Linked DNA regions of Mus musculus: regions 1 and 2 are each linked to region 3. Evidence: chromatin contacts called from public HiChIP or PLAC-seq and promoter capture Hi-C data. All regions are on one chromosome and are shown on one strand. The core of a region is the stretch at or near the end of the contact, and the rest is flanking DNA. Distances in the headings are between cores, read along the strand shown.

The links. HiChIP or PLAC-seq counts read pairs in DNA pulled down with a chosen protein or histone mark. Capture Hi-C pulls out chosen DNA fragments and counts their contacts.
Region 1: a promoter capture Hi-C map of adipose tissue shows a contact between it and region 3. The contact joins the promoter of Ivd here to the promoter of Ankrd63 in region 3. A contact is called at or near these places in 21 of 39 promoter capture datasets (the 3T3-L1 cell line, 3T3-L1-derived adipocytes, the C10 cell line and 13 more), 11 of 484 Hi-C or Micro-C datasets (B cells, Th1 cells, bone marrow-derived DN3 thymocytes and 7 more), 9 of 115 datasets of contacts at active chromatin or transcription factors (bone marrow-derived macrophages, craniofacial prominence, embryonic basal ganglia and 6 more) and 4 of 9 other capture datasets (adipose tissue, liver, macrophages and 1 more).
Region 2: an HNF4G HiChIP or PLAC-seq map of pancreatic cancer cells shows a contact between it and region 3. The contact joins the enhancer-like site here to the promoter of Ankrd63 in region 3. A contact is called at or near these places in 4 of 39 promoter capture datasets (the C10 cell line, the HPC-7 cell line, embryonic stem cells and 1 more), 1 of 484 Hi-C or Micro-C datasets (liver), 1 of 115 datasets of contacts at active chromatin or transcription factors (pancreatic cancer cells) and 2 of 9 other capture datasets (adipose tissue and liver).

The regions. Positions count from the first base shown.
Region 1 is chr2:118,860,419-118,864,003 of GRCm38.p6, forward strand. Ivd (isovaleryl coenzyme A dehydrogenase) reads left to right here and starts at 1,576. Exons shown (of 12, transcript NM_019826.4): 1 at 1,576-1,749. The coding sequence starts at 1,603. It overlaps Gm39913 (a long non-coding RNA gene), which reads right to left and starts at 1,436. Exons shown (of 2, transcript XR_866660.2): 1 at 581-1,436.
Region 2 is chr2:118,519,470-118,523,118 of GRCm38.p6, forward strand. No RefSeq gene overlaps it. Among named protein-coding and RNA genes, the nearest start is that of Gm32684, 22 kb to the left of the region's middle. Within about 2 kb of position 1,287, at least 195 of the 459 cell types and tissues checked have an H3K27ac peak or open chromatin away from gene starts, as enhancers often do. A contact at or near this core is called in the HPC-7 cell line, adipose tissue, liver and 1 more, where this site is marked.
Region 3 is chr2:118,702,675-118,706,193 of GRCm38.p6, forward strand. It overlaps Ankrd63 (ankyrin repeat domain 63), which reads right to left and starts at 1,289. Exons shown (of 1, transcript NM_001081971.1): 1 at 1-1,289. The coding sequence starts at 764. It also overlaps a transcript of Plcb2 not described here.

The DNA.
Region 1 (3,585 bases), core at 326-2,825, 160 kb after region 3:
GTTTTTGACCTATCTTTAGGGAGGGCTCAGAATGCAGCTCTTTCCAGTTGTGGGAGGGGCTAAATTAGAATGTGAGACCAGGTAGGAAAAGTCAGATGTGGTAGGGACAACTAAAAATGAGCATGTGGCTCTGAGTGCTATGCCATATAATTAAGTATGCAATCATTTTTATTATAATTTTGATTGCTGGGGTTGAACCAAAGCCTTGGGTACTCAAGTGGATGCCTTACATCGCACTGTACCCCCTGCCCAGTGAATATGCCTCATGATGACATTGTAGTGGGGAACACTGTTCTCATTTTCAGGTGATAAAAGACACAGCAAGGATCCAAGCAATGTGTTCAAAGCCCCCTTCCTGGACAGAAGTGGAAAGGGGATTAAGAGATAAGAGCCTGGCTCCTGTCAGTCTTTCTTCTTCTGGACACAAAAGACAGATCTCCCCTCAAAGGCACTAAGTTTATTTTAAGCCAATACGAATAACCATGACATGAGCAAAATTCGGGTTGCCCTTAATGACGTACTCCAGTGTGGAATAGCTACAGGATATGTTCTTAGCCACAAAACCAAAGACTGTACTTACCAAAGACCTTGTGCCAACACTGGTCGGTGAGTTACTCCAGGGAAATCTCTGATATTATCTGATGACATACTTAGATGACATACAAGATGTTCTTGGTTTGTACAAGTTAGTAGTCTGCTAAATGAATAAATTCCAGGTGGGTGTTATCCACTTGTAGTGGAAGCACTCGTAAGAGAGAGGCAGGCAGATCTCTTTTGAGTTCAAAGTCAAAAAGTTCCAGGACAGCCAGGGCTACATAGAGATCCTGTCTCTGATTAGTGAACTAATTTAAAATAAAATTTCCTACCTGATGGTCAAGAATACTGGGTCAGTTAGGTGGGTTGGAGATAAACGGCTACTTAAAGGAACTAAAGATACTCAAATATAATTTTGGCTGTGAATCTGCAACAGCCCAACACCCACAATCACAAAGTTCTAATTAGTTTGCAGAATCTTCACTCAAGTGATTTTTTTCAGGGAACCCCAAACACCATTCTTCTCTTCCTGCCCTGTCACCCCAATAAGAAAACGTTCTTACAGAATCCGAGGGCAGAGAATCCTGGGCAACCTCTTTCGCTTAAGGAGGAACCAAAACCTATTACATAACAAAGCAAATTTTGCTGTTTTCAGTCAGTGGGGACTCTAGAACAAAAGATTCTTTAACAGACCTTCACACCTCCAGATCTGTTTGGACAGTTTATCCCTCCACATTAGGCATCTGCGTTGGAGTACTTGCTTTCCCACAAAGATAGTCTTGTGCCGTTCAAGATTAAAATCTTAACACGAGATACTACTATACTTTCTTGTATGCAAGAAAGACACTTAGGAAACAAGTACGGGAGGTAGCCAGCACAGGAGCCAGGGCTGGCTGCCGCCTCTCGGCTGATTGGCTTGCATGGTTGCAAGGGCAGCAAGGCCTTCGGCTGGCTTCCGAGAACGATTGGCTACTGAAGCCCCACCCCCTCCCTGATTGGACAAAGTGTTGAAACTAGGATTGGTGGAGCGTAAGCTAAACCAGTCCAAGCTCCTGGTGCACCGCAGAGATGGCGACTGCAATCCGGCTGCTGGGACGGCGAGTTTCCAGTTGGAGACTGCGGCCATCACCGTCGCCCCTCGCTGTCCCGCGGCGGGCCCACTCGATATTGCCTGTGGACGATGATATCAACGGGCTAAACGAGGAGCAGAAGCAGGTAGGAAGGCCGGCCCCAGGACATGTCCCAGGTCTTACCCAAGTGACTTGTGCCTGCCAGGCCTTGGAAGCGTTTCGTAGAAGCTAGGGAGAGGAACTGCGCGCCCTCTCCCTACTAATATTTGAGGGAGACAGCAAGACAGGGGGATTCCTGGCTTTGAACTCCAGCTAGGAGGAGATAAAAGAGTAAGGACCAAACCTGGAAGACTGGTGGTGTTTGGGTGGGCAGATTGGTTGGCCCTACTTCTAGTGGCTCTCATGAATCTGAAAACACTTACACCCCAACCTGTTCTCTCTCTCTCTCTCTCTCTCTCTCTCTCTCTCTCTCTCTCTCTCTCTCTCGCTCACTCTCGCTCTCCTTCTCCCTCTCGCTCTCCCATTCTCCCCTTCCTTGGGGTCTCAGTATGTATAGCTTTGGGTGGCCTGGAAGGCATTAAACTAGTACTTGAACTCTACTAGTGAACTCTTGCTTTTGCCTCAAGAGTGATGGGATTAAAGGCATGGGCCACCATACCTGGCTTGTAAGCAATGGTTCTCAACTTATGGTTGAAGTTACGCATGACCCATAGCTACCAGGGCAATTTGCTTTTTCAATGGAAGACTTTAAAGAATTCTGAAATGCCATCTTAAGTTTGTTTTCTTCCCCTCTTCAAGGCATAATGCACAAAGCTGAAAAAAAAAAAAAGAGCTTGGTTGCTGGGCAGTGGTGGCGCACACCTTTAATACCAGCACTCGGGAGACAGAGGCAGGTGGATTTCTGAGTTCGAGGCCAGCCTGGTCTACAGAGTGAGTTCCAGGACAGCCAGGGATACACAGAGAAACCCTGTCTGGAAAAAACAAACAAACAAAGAGCTTGGTTAACCTACTCTTATTGCTAGGTTTAACTCTCTTCCCTAATCGAAGCCAATGAATAATTTCCAGGGATGCCTTGGGTCCTGCCTATCTATCTATCTATCTATCTATCTATCTATCTATCTATCTATCTATCTATCTATCTAGATATCTAGATATCTATCTAGATATCTATCTAGATATCTAGATATGTATGTATATGAAGCAACTGCTGTAGATTGCCTAAGAGATTGCTGAGGAGTGATGGTTTCACACACAGTGTGTCTGAGTCAGATGCTATACCAAGGGCAAGTATTGCTATGAATAACCTTAGTGGAGGAAGGGAGTGGAGCCCCTAGGCACCTTCTGGAATTCTAAGAAAGAAAGAAAAGTGAAGAACCAGGGTACAGTTACAATCAAATCAAACCCACACTCCATCAGAGTAAATAACTCAATGTCCAATATCTAGGGTTAATCATGACCTTCTGGGCTCCTCTAAGGGGCTTGAGTCACTTCTCCAGCTCTGCCCTCTACAGCCCACACAGCTTGTCTTCTAAGCTCTGGTAAGCACCACCTCCTGCTGCTGCTGTTCTTGGTGGCCCTCCCGTGGTACTGGTTATCTCCAAAATGCTGGGTCTCTGCTGCAGCTGAGCTGGACTTCTATTAGTAGCCTCTTCTGGGATCTCCTCATGGTGCCAAACTTCTGCTTTTCTGCATGGCCCCTTTAATCCTGGGGCATTAAATGTAATCCATGACCCTTTACCAAGAGCCTGCCTCTCTTGGCTTCTGACAATGTCAAGTCTCAGCTACTCTCTATGACCCATTCGTACCTTTAAAACCAGCAGCACCTGGAAGACTTATGCTTGATCAAGTTCCGCTGTCAGCACAGTGCAGCCTTAGCTATCTCTGTAGCACAGCTTCTGAGTGCTAACTGAGGAAACACCTCCCAGAAGATTTCACCTCAGGGATGCTGGTCTCTTCCCAAACAACACTCATTTCTCAGCTC
Region 2 (3,649 bases), core at 37-2,536, 180 kb before region 3:
CTCAGCCAGACCTGACACCAGACGTTTCTAGAAGCCTCCACAGTTCAGGTCATTTCCCTACGCCAGGAAAGAGAACTTTCTTTCCTACTGTTAGTAACAAACAAACCAAACAAAGGGCATTGCTCATTAACTCATTATGTACACACGCGAGCGCACACACACATTCATACACATTCACACAAACACACAGATACACTTATACACACTCACACACACACACATATACATACACAAACACTCATATCCACACTTACACAAAAGAAAACAAAAACTTATTATTCTTTAAAGAAAGAAAGAAAGAAAGAAAGAAAGAAAGAAAGAAAGAAAGAAAGAAAGAAAGAAAGAAAGAAAGAAGAAAATATCACTTTCTTCAAGGGTTAAATAATGGGATCTCACTAGGAATATCCAGAAGGTTCTGTCTCTTTGCCCTGAAAACTCTGCTCATCCTTTTGTTTCTTGCAAGCTTTATCTTTGGCCCCTGGGGTCTCCTGTAAGAGATACTTTAGAAAACAGAGAAGTTGTGGCCAGCTGCTGGCTTCCTAGTATTTTCCCCTCTAAGGCATTTCCCTAAACTCCTTAAAGTCCCCCCTTTATACAAAGTGAGGATTTGTTCTCTCTACACAGACAGTCAAGAAGTCCCCCTAGAAAGCAGTTTTCGCTACTGTAGCTGTTTGGAATTGGCTCCACAGACGTAAACAGGGTCAACTGGGGCCAGAGAGGGTGGCTGTTTCGTTTTAAAGCTCTGGTTAAGAGTGAAAACATGTGACTCCAGCTCGGCCAGAAACAAGGCAGCCTTTGTGTACACTGCAGCAGAGCCAGCAAGTGTGAGTGAGTGGCAGTCCTGAGGCTACACACATGGGCAGGCACAGAAGGCTGGTTCAAAGGCTCTGGTGGGATGCTACTAGGGGCAGGTTAACTCTTTGTTGGAAGGTCTATGCGTTATTGAGGAGCCAAGCAGGTATTTCTTGGGGTGGGGGGCAAGACAGAGACAGAGAGACAGGGTAGGGGTGAGTGACCTTGCAAAGGGACACAGTATCCCTATACCCAGCTAAGAGGCAGCCCAAAGCCATTAGAGAAATGTCTGGGGTGGTTTGAAAGATTAACCACAGCATGCCCTTGTCTTCACATGTAAACACTGCAGGCTAGCCCATTCCCAGCATCCCCTTAGCTCGCCCTCTGCTCCTGCATGGCTGGGGACCTGGAGAAGACCTCAGGACAGGCCTAGCCACTCCTTGATTCTTCCCAGGAGTGGAAGGGTGATTGTTGGCAAGCCACTGCCAGACGAAGTGTCAGTCCACTGACTCAGCCTACCCTGGCTGCACCCTCAGGCACCAGCAGCCATGTGCACTGGGCTTCACCAAGGTAGAAAGGACCCTTGAAAACTCTGCCTGTGACCTCCCACACAAGGCAGGTGGCCCGCCATCCTGTGCTGCTGATAGCTGCTTACTGCTCCCGTGGCTAGTGTGCCCTTCCCCCAGCTGCATCTCAGCCCAGAACTCCAAGCCCTCTTGCTTGGAGCCTTGTGGCACCAGGAAGAAAGGAAACAGCTTAGTTTTGTCATACAAATCCCGGGCTCCTGGACTATATAGGGAGAAGGGAAGATGGTGGTGATGGTCTTATTGAACACCACACCATTAGCACTTATGAGGTTACTCTCAGGATGAGTTTTCATTGCCTTTTTCTAGAGATTTCTGAACTCCTGGTCAGAGTCAAGGTCTTTGCTAGGGGGTGGAGCTATGGTGAGGAATGAGACCAGTTATCACAGGTCCCATCAGGCCCCTCCAGGGCCCTCTTGTCTATCTAGGTATGTCCAGAGCCACTCACCCAACCATAGCTATTGGTGATCAAGAAAATAGTACCTAGCTGGGCACAGTGATAGACACCTTTAATCCCAACATTCAGGAGGCAAAGGGTGGTGGGTATCTGAGTTCAAAGCCAGCCGGGTCTATATAGTGAGTTCTAGGACAGCCAGAGCTCCATAATGAGACCTTGTCTTAAACACTGTCCCCAAAGGAGAATGGTGTCAGACGTTAGAGAGATGACTTACTAGTTGGAGGTACATGCTTCTCTCGCAGGTGATCCAGGTTCTGTTCCAAGCACCTACAAAACTCCAGTTCTAGGGGAGCTGGTGCCCTCTTCTGGCTCCTGTATACTAGGCACATACCAGTGCACATACATTACACAGAATAAAAGAGATAAATTTGGAAAGGAAAGAGGGGAGGGGGAAGGAAAGGGGGAGGAGAGAGAGAGAGAGAGAGAGAGAGAGAGAGAGAGAGAGAGAGAGAGAGAGAGAGAGAGAGAGAGAGAGCCATCACTCTTTTCTTTGGGGAAGGATCATTGAAGTTTCATGCTTGGAATGGCCAGCTGTGGGACATTGACTGGATCCTGGCCCTGGTGTCAGCAAAGAGACTTCTTCCTAGCTTTGATCTTACCAGACTTGGGGGCTGGAAGGTTCTCTGTGATTCTGTTTAAAATAATGCCCATTTCACTCGAGTATATTCACATTTTTTCAGAGCTTCTGAAATTGGTGCCTGGGGCTCATCGGCACTTGGTAAATGTGTGTTAGAAATGAGGTGACCACCAGGCATTGAACCTTCTCCACTTCAAAGTCAGAATCATCGGGCATAACCCTGGGCTCACTCGGGTGACAAACAAGAAACTTATATCAGGGACACGCAGACCTCCTGGCCTCTGCCTGTACCTGCTATGGGTCTCCCATAGCCTCAGGCCATGTTTTCCTATACTTTCAAGGTCTGATTAGTTCCCAGACACTAATTTAGGATGAGCCTTGAAACAACATGATCAGAACTTCCTTGCTGTGTTTATGGGAAGGCACCCCTCTTTAAGTTGGATAAGAGTGCTATAAAGACTGGCCACAAATACCCTGTCTGGACTGGAGTCGTGGCTTCTGAAAGAACCAGCCCATTGTCATGGCTTTGGTCTCTGAGTGTGTGGACAGGAAGTGTGGGCCCCTTACATCAGGAATGCAGTCTGATAAACACAAGTCTCCAGTGATTGCACAATTCTCCTTCACGGTACACAGAGGGTGAGGCACACAGGATGCAGAAGCAACATCTCTCAGTGTGGATAAAGGGAAGGATGGAATGAAGAAGGTTTCCTTGTGCTTCTAAGCCTCTGTGGTGCTTTTTTTTAGGCTTGTTGCTTTACAATAAGGTAGTCTTTATTATGTGTAAAAATCTCTCTTAGCTGGGCACAGTGGTGAAGGACTTTAATCCCAGCACTCAGGAGGAAGAATTCCAGGCCAGTCAGGGCCATGGCAAGACCTGTTTCAAAACAACAACAGAACCGTGTGTGTGTGTGTGTGTGTGTGTGTGTGTGTGTGTGTGTGAGAGAGAGAGACAGACAGACAGACAGACAGACAGACAGACAGACAGACAGACAGAGACAGAGAGAATCTCACTAAGTGTTGTCTCAATCCATTTACCTCAGCCTTCCCAGTGCTGGAATTACAGGTTCACACCAGCCATGCCCCCAGCTAATTGCCTGAAATTTTATATATAAATCCTTGAGTTTAGACACACTCTGTGTCTTTTTCCTGGGGAGATGATCAATATTTTGTTTTAGTACAAACAAAAGAATGCAAGACTCTTCCACCCTCAAAGAAACCAATGGACAAAACAGTGGACAA
Region 3 (3,519 bases), core at 39-2,538:
GCCCTATAACGGACCGAGCCCTTGCCAGCAGAGGCAAGCTCGCCTCCGTGGCCGTGGCCATGGCCGTGACCGTGACCGTGGCCGCCGGCAGCTCGCGCAAACCGTGCCAAAAGAGGGCGCGGTAAACGACGGGGACTGGGTCGTCGCCGCTCTGGGCTGGGCGCCGGGGCAGGGTGGCCAGGGGGACTGTCGGAGTTGGAACCCCGGGCCGCTGCCGCAGCGGCTGCCCGACCCCAAGGCCCGGTGAGGGCTTGCACACAGGTCCCGTGGCCGCGGGAGGCAGCCAGCTGCAGTGCGGTGAGGCCCGCCCGGTTGGTGCGGTCAAGGCGTAAGCCCAGGCGGCGGAAAGAGCGCACCAAGAACTCCAGCACCGCCCCGTGGCCGCACGCCGCCGCCCACATCACCGGGCTGTTGCCCGCCGAGTCCGTCGCCTCCGGATCGCCGCTGAACTGCACCAGGAGCTGCACGGCGTCTAAGTGGCCTCGCTCGCAGGCCAGGCTGAGTGCAGTGCGGCCCCGCTCGTCCCGCAGGTTCACGGCTGCACCTTGCTCCAGCAGCAGTCGCACGAAGCGCGAGCGCATCGCGGGGTCCGGCAGCCCCACGGCCACCATAAGCGGCGTCCGGCCCTGCTCTGCGCGGCAGTCGATGATGCTGCGGTCCAGCGCGTCCAGCACGAAACGGGCCAAGTGCACTTTGCCGGCCTGCATGGCCTCAAGGAAGGTGCGCGTCCCCGCTCGGGGACACAGGTCCTTGGGCTTGAGCATGGCTCCGGCCGCCGCGCCCCGGAAGTCCGACGCACGGGGGCGCCCCTGTTCCCTCACCCCACGGGGCTACGGCCCCGGCCCGGACACCGGTACCGCTCTTTCCAAGCGGCGTGTAGGTGGCTGCAACCAAGTGTCCTGCAGTTCCCGCTCAGGTCTCCCTACCGCTCGGCTGCCTCGCCGCTCCCAGGGCGTCTTGCTTTTCCTCCCTGGCCCCCCACGCCTGGAGGTGTGGGCTGCTGGCTGCTTCGACTCCCGCTCAAGCTCCAAGCTCGGCCTCCTCAACTCTTGGGCCCTCTTCCCTGTATCCGACGCCCCTTGGTCCCTCGTGGCTTGGAGCAACGCCACTCACCCGCACCCCGGGCAGCCCCTGCTCCCCTGTTGAGCGGGTGGCTCCCGCCTGGCGCGCCTGCCTCCTGCCTCGGCGGGGAGCGCCGCTCCTCCAGCTCCCAGAGCCTCTCCCCGCCTCCTCCTTTCTTGCGGGGGCCGGGACGCTTGCTTTTTTACTTGGGGGGCTCGGCGGCTCCTGAGGTGCCCGACGCCTAGATACCTGGCTTTATAGCTTCAGGGGTCTCCATGGCAATGGCTGCTCTGGAAGCAGACTGCACCTTCGGGGCAGAGACGGACAGGGCAAGGGAGACCGCCCCTGACCCCCACCCCTTCGTGGGCCACGAAGTTGGGGAGCGGCTCCTCCTCCGCGCTCCCCTGGGAATGCGGCGGCGGTTGCGGGGCGGGGGTGGAGGCTGCTCGCCGGGGGCCACATGCACCCGGCGGGGCCAATCCTAAAGTCTCAGTCATCTTTCCCCGCCCCCCGCCTCCGCCGGAATCGGTAGCCTCCGCTGCTTAGAAACTGGCGGGAGCTCCTGCCATCGGTTTTAGGTTAAAGGGACTGGGACCCCACGAGGACAGGACTGGACAGTGCACCAGCTTGAGGTGGGCAAGAGACAGAGGAAAAGTAATTTGGGGTATGAGGCATTTGTGCTCCGGACTGAGGGCGCTCAGTCTGGCTGATAACTGCCATCTAAAGTGCAGCGAATCACAGCCACACACAATTGTGCCTCCCGCACGCGCTCACTCAGAGAAGGGCGGGGGTGCATTCTCCAATCTCAGACGTCTCCAAACCTGACAGCGCGCCCGCGTGCCAGCTCCACGGTTGATCGGTCGCTGTGGAGCAAGTTGACTTAGACACTGGCCGCTCTGACCCAGGGCAGGTGCCTTAGGACCCGAGAGTATGCAGGCATTTGGACTTCCCAGGCACTACCTCCTATCTCCTCAAAGATGGGCTAGTTAGGGTCTAGGAAAGGACAAAAGACACAAGCAAGAATTCCCTGACAGGGCTGGGTTCTCTTGAGCACAAAACCATCTTTAGGCCACAGAGCGCTAGACCTGGCCCCTACAGAAAGGAGACAGCCTGAGATTTTTTTTTTTTTTCAATCAGATGTGTGGAAAACCTACTTCCTTTGGACAATCAGCTCATGGGCGCTAGAGACGGGGAATACTGAAGGCCTAGCAGAGTCTTACAATGAGTGCCCCACAAGCTCCCAGGACTAGAGAAAGGGCTTGAGAATAGTTGAAATGGAGTTTATTTGTAGAATAAGTGAAGAGCTAGGGACTTTTCGCAGCTGGTCGAGTATTTGCCCAGTATACACGAAACGATTGGTTTGATTCATTCCCAGGATGAAGCCAGGTGTGGTGCTATAAGCTAACAACCCAGCACTTGAGAGATGGAGGCAGGAGGCTCAGAAGTTCCAAGATCATCCTCAGCTACAGTTAGGTTGAGGCCAGCCTGGGCTACATGAGACCCTATGGTTGTGTTTCCAGCAATGGGAAACACAGATGCACAAACTGAATGAATGAGACTTGTCTTCTCAGTCAGGAAGACGAACCCAGGACTGAGAACATCTGCTAAATGCAAACTCAAAACAGCCATTGGATGGAAGGACAAATGATGGGAAGGAGAGGGAACTAAGATCCTCTGAAGGCAACAGCAGAGTTAGTCCTTTAAGGATGAGAGACGCAGGCTAAGAAACAAGGAAGACGGCCAGGCAGAGGGGTTACAGGGACAAAGGCACCCAACAGACACAATGTGGAGGGTTGTGTTCAGGGGTCCTATGCTGTAAGAGAAAGGAAGTCCAGTGAAGAATGGAGGGGGTGTCCAGTCTGGTTGCTTTGCGGGACACGCCTGAGGATTCTGTGAGGAGTGCTCTGCCCCGGGGAGCAGGGGCTGGGGAGGCCCCGGAGCATCTGTGTCTTCTGGACTACCTAGGCTCCAGGATGGCCTAGGAGTGGATTCGGGCTAGACCATACAACAGGGACTCATGCTCCCCTTTGTCCTGTGAGGCATATTACTAAGTGCACAGTCGGTGAACTGAGCCCCCACGCATTTCTTGGCAGGAGAGTTAGGTCTCAGCCTGTGTCATACACTGGCAGTGTCAACCCAGGCCTGCACAGTCCCATCTGTGCAGAGGGAGCAGAGACAGAAACTCCGCCTGCACCACACAGGGTCAGGAGCCAGTTGGAGAAGCACCATTTAGAGGGACCTCAAAGTCCGTCCCATCAGCATCCAGGTGACACTCTCCACTCCCAGGAAGGTGACAGGCATGCTCCCACTCCTTAAGCAGAAGAAAGGCTTTTGTCCTTTTAGGACTCAGTTTTCCCTGTTTTCATCGTGAGAGAAAAATGCTTTCTTCCCTTTTTTTTTTTTCTGCCTTTGGGATCAAGAGGAAGGCTAGGCTGTGCACCTCCATGAAAAAAAGCA